Regions from separate parts of the Hordeum vulgare genome. Here region 2 is linked to region 1. A link is a contact called in public Hi-C data. All regions are on one chromosome and are shown on one strand. Each heading gives the region's core, a stretch centred on a gene start, on an enhancer-like site or on the middle of the called end of the contact. The rest is flanking DNA. Distances are from core to core; before and after follow the strand shown. Region 1 has its middle 110 kb from the start of LOC123445246. Region 2 has its middle 44 kb from the start of LOC123440711.

Evidence for each region. Hi-C and Micro-C count contacts between places; a contact is called where the count stands out from the background.
Region 2: a contact with region 1 is called in a Hi-C map of leaf, with 4 times the contacts expected there. The contact joins two enhancer-like sites. A contact is called at or near these places in 2 of 6 Hi-C or Micro-C datasets (leaf and seedling).

The regions. Positions count from the first base shown.
Region 1 is chr3H:574,655,786-574,658,344 of MorexV3_pseudomolecules_assembly, reverse strand. No RefSeq gene overlaps it. Among protein-coding and RNA genes, the nearest start is that of LOC123445246, 110 kb to the left of the region's middle. Within about 2 kb of position 1,279, at least 3 of the 3 cell types and tissues checked have open chromatin away from gene starts, as enhancers often do. A contact at or near this core is called in leaf, where this site is marked.
Region 2 is chr3H:574,809,986-574,812,544 of MorexV3_pseudomolecules_assembly, reverse strand. No RefSeq gene overlaps it. Among protein-coding and RNA genes, the nearest start is that of LOC123440711, 44 kb to the right of the region's middle. Within about 2 kb of position 1,279, at least 1 of the 3 cell types and tissues checked has open chromatin away from gene starts, as enhancers often do. A contact at or near this core is called in leaf, where this site is marked.

The sequences.
Region 1 (2,559 bases), core at 30-2,529:
CACCCTTTTCTTCTTCTAAAAGCTAAACACAACCACACAGGTGGTACCCCAAAAAGCGAAAAGTCTCAACAAAGTTTATTAATCTGGCGCAGCAAGGCGCCAAGGTGGTACTACCAGAAACGAAATGGTGGGCTGCCTGCATGGTGCATGTGAGGCCGGCCAAGGACGCGCATCAAGTCCAAAAGAGGGGAGGGGTTGGTTGAGTTTTGTACTCCAATGGCGCCACCTAACCACAAATTTAGTCCTAGGATGGAAGGGTGAGTGAGGGGGGCAGGGCCCCAACCCCCAACCCCAATCAACTCCAGTCAAGAACATGCAAGGAGTATGTTGTGTACCAGCAGTTGCTGTCCAATTACTCATGCATCTTCCTTGCTAACCCAGCCAAAGCAGCTAGCTTAGCTCTAGCTTGGGGGAAAAGTGCTGCTGGGTGTTGGGTGTGAGCGAAGGGAGCAAGCAAGGCAACCCTACAGACTACTACAGTGCTGGCCGGCCGGGCCACCAGCGTGGCTTAACTGCTAGCTTGCAAGTGCAAAATATACAAGGAAGTTAATGGGGCAATGATGATGATGGTGGTCGACCACGGGAACCAGATCGACGCAAAACCTAGCTAGCTTCACATCTCGTGCAAGGCAGCTAGCGTGTTGCGATGATAGGGGGTCGGGTCACATGCGCCGGCTGACCGGCCGGCATATGCCATCGATCGAATGGCCTTTGGGGCTCACCACATCGTGCAGCCAGTGTAGCTTATTAATCAGTTCATCATTCCTTCATGCATGCATGCATGCACATAGTTTGTTGCAGGATCACGTATAGTGCGTCGTTGGACCATGGACCATGTATAGTGCGTTGATGGATGGATCACGTATGTTTATGTATGATCCGAATTCTTCTGAAAGGGCCGGGGGTTCATTGCACGGAGAGATTCTTTTCTTCTACGTTGACGAGCCTAATCCACACGATCCTTGCATTTTCTCGACCCATCTACCATGTCCATCTCCAACAGTGCGCGTGCCTGCGACGTGCAGTCGATCTGCCCGACGTACGCTACGTAGGCTGGCCGCAGAGGCGACGACGAGCGCCTGTGTTTTGGTGAGGGTGCACTGCACTGCACCACGGCCGCGACGGCCACGACCCCGGTTTGAATTACGGGTTCACGAGGGTACAGCGGCGTCGCTGTCCATCGACCAAAATCAACGCCAACACGCACTAGATATATACCGTCTATCTATCCACACACCGGCAAGTCCTGCCCTGGTGGTTTGGTGGATGGATCGATCTCTGTACCATCTCACGGGTCGGCACGAAGGAAAATAAAAGCGTACGTCGCTCCCAGGAAAAGGGACCCAGGACCTCTCCGGCGCCATGCCCAAGCGTTACGTCAGGTGCGACGAATGGACCGGACGACGGGACCTCTCTCGACACAACCATGTTCCCTCTTCAGCTAGAGCGACGGAGATTCAACCTTGCTGACGAGTTTTCCTCCCGGCGGAGAAGATGCCGGTTCCCCCGTTTACACTGACCAACCACTGCAACTGTCTGGGGCTAAGTGGCTATGACGCACATGATCCTCTTTGAAAGTGTTGACGAAAACTTGACTAGATCGGTCCAGCTTGCCTAATAGAATACAAACACAGTTACCACACACCTGACCTCTCCATACTAGATGCACATAATCAATACCAATACTCATCGAAGAGAGAAAAAAAGCACGTCGATAAATAACAAAATCATATAAGATCAAAATTATGTGTTGACGAGTAAAAATAATAAAAAAGACGGAAGTGATCAAATCTTCGATCAGCAAACTATAACAATGATCACATCCACACTAACCATCTTATGACATCATAAGGACGTCAAATTTTTCCAACAACAACGTCTTTAAAAAGGGAGCGACGCTCAAGCTTCGCCGTCGATGAATCTAACCAACAAGGACCTGATTCTATGTTTCTGCCCGAAGAGTCAGTCTGAGCATATCCGAGTGATGTCCTCGACAAGGTAACGACGCAAAAACATGCTTAAAAGCCTCGTGGGCTTGCCCTCCCGCTATCTTTGGCGGCAGCGAGGGGGGCAAGAGGAAGGGAAGGGTGGCTGCGGCGGTCATGTTGGTCGTCGCCGGAGTCGCTCGTAATGAGTGGCAGCTTTGTGTGTGTGTGTGTGTTTTGTATGATGTTTTTCCTTGTCAGTATGATATTTTGCGTGTGTGCGCGCACCCATGTTGACTATACACATCCTAGTCGTTCAAAGACCAGATGTGTGTTTATCATCTTGATGATACCTCGTTATGAGTTAAAGGAAGAACACCATTTATATCAGGAAATAAACGGATGACAATCGCTGTAGACTACACACGACATGCGGGGATACATACAGATCCAGGAAGCGTGTGTTTGCGGTGTTACGAGTCGATAAGTTGCTGCTTGCAACGTACGCAGCCGATGGATGATGGAGCCGACATAGGATAGTGATGAGGGGTGACCGATTGTCAGCGCACGGCGGGAGGAGGTCCCATCCATCTCCCATGCGTTGCATCACATGACATAGTCCGGCCGGTTGCTC
Region 2 (2,559 bases), core at 30-2,529, 150 kb before region 1:
AGCCATGCCGCGTCACGTCCGATCAGATCAGATGCTCATCGCCGATGGCCATGTCAAAATCGAGCCCGTTTTATTAAAGTCATCGTGACAATGTGCCGGCGCCTCCAAAGCATGATCTCCTCGTTGCTGATGCACGATGCCTCTCGCTCTCAACGGCAATGCAACACGAACCCCACTTTGACCACCTCCACAAGCTTCCCCTCAAACCCAACAATCCTGGCCCTGATCCCTTCCAGACACACACACCACAACACAAAATGGCATGTCTCCTTGGTCCTGGGGCAGTGACTGGGCCGCTCCTATATGTTTCTAGAAACCCCGAAACTCCGTGATTCACTGTAGAAGAAACATAATTGCCCGGTTAATTACGAAAAATCGGAGTGGGTCGCCATGGCTTGCAATGGAAAGGGTACACCAGAGCTAGTGGCACAAGTTGTTTGTTCGGCCCTTCTTCATCCTTAGTAGGAGTATTAAACAAAGAGACACTTGCACTTTTAGGTGCGGGACTTGCTAACCTCGGCTGGCGGTAATGGCCGTCCGAGGCCTAATTTAGGCTGTGATTAGGTCGAGGATTTGAAGGTGGGTTGGTGTTTTGCAGATCGTGTTAGGTTGCTCCTGTTTATGCACGCCCTCCCTCGCTTTTTCGCGTGTGGTGTGGCCCTCCATCCAGCAAAAACCCAAAGGTTGGCACGGTTTTTAGGCTTTCTCGGCAGGACACATGACAGGAACACCTCCGGACATGTCGTCTCCTGCGCTCAAATAAATCAATTTTGCTTGCTAATCATCCACATCAGACTCCGTAGGAGTACTACCTAGGAGATTTTGCGCAATCCTGTAACAGTGGCACTACGGAAAGAAAGAACTCGACCCATCCGTAAAAGGTTTAGAAAACAACCTTGTCTACTGATGAGATTTCACTGTATTCAGTCGACTTCTGATGTGATTTTACTTATCGACAAAATAACAGCAGCTGGGAGATTTCACTGTGTTCAGTCGGCTCTTGAGGGCAGGTGGATTCGGTCCACTCCGCTAACTGCATTCGTTGGAAGTTTTTAGCGTTTCAACCGTCATTTTTCGGCGAGAATGACAGGTCCAAGAGGGACGGAAAAAAGGCGGCTTTTGCTTGTCTGTCAGGCTCCGATTCCACGGAGGAAATGTGTGCACCACTTCACCTCCAATCCTTGACAGCATTACACGGGGGAAAGATGTGATCGGCGTACATCGCCCGTGTGTATCCCCCCGACAGCAACGCCTTAGTCGACCGACCGAACCCTAGAAACAAATCCTCCCATAGAACTGTTCCCGGACCAGAACACCTCATGCTGGACCACGCACCCGCGCACTGTTCAGGCAAAGAAACCTCTCGACCTTGCTTCGAGCAAGTGCCACCTTCTGAAGAGGAACCGTCTTGTCTCAGGTCCTAATCCATGGCGTCTGCTACTGCTAGCCATAGCCATACGTTATTGTAGAAGCAAAGTTATACAGTTCAACTCAGACTCCTCTTCTTGGCCTTGCCACCATCACAGTTATGAACTGTTTCAGTCGAGGTAGATGCGTTTTTCTGGGTTAGTACTAGATTCTTCAGATCTGCCAGATTAAACTGGGTTTTATCCGCGGATCAGACGTGAGGGTCTGCGCAAACCCATACGCACTCAGTCTAGAACACGAAACATAAAAGTAAGTCGCATGATACAAGACTTGAACGATTCTCTCTGATGACCAAACCCGTCGTCAATAGCTTCAGGGTTTGGCACTTGCAGAACCGCCGGCTGAATTCAGTTATCCAGGACGAAGAAAATGCAGTATAATTCAGGTGTTGGCTTCGCGCTAAACTCAAGCCACCGCGGCGGCGATCCGTTCAAATTTAAGTTTGTCGACCGACGCGATACGAATGCGACGGCGACCGACGATGTGGACGCCATGACCATCATCATCATTCATACCAGTGGCATCTGCAAGTAAGTGAGCTCAACAGGGGGCGTACGTACGTTACGTTGGAGTGGCCATTTGGTCAACCAAAAGGGGGGCGCTCCAACCGGCCGCTCCTGAACAAAACAGCGGCCATACATTTTGTAGACGGTGGTGCTTCTCTGGACGGCATTCTTTTTATTGCGGGGATGGCTATGTCACGATGTCTGATCATGGTTCAACAGTTTTGCTTGCACTCAATATCCTCTAATTCAATACCCACATGGAGCCATGTTACTCCCTCTGAAAATTAATATAAAAATATTAGATTACTAAAATAATATTCTAAATGCTTTTATATTAATTTACGGAGGAAGTACTTAATGGTTTCGCCTTTGTCCGTTAAGGTCGGTCGATGATATATATGCCGCTGCAAATTTTGTTCTTTAATTAGTTCAAACCTATGAGAGATCACACCTAATAATAATGAAAAAGAAAGTTCCTTCATCACCTGGGGTCTGGAGGTCTCAACACCACACGTTGAAGGTAGCTTAACCGAAGATCGGATAACAATGAGGATTATGTGGACCAAATACTCATGCTTCTTGATAAGCTCATAAACATCTGGAGGTTTTGTGGCTGCGGAACTTT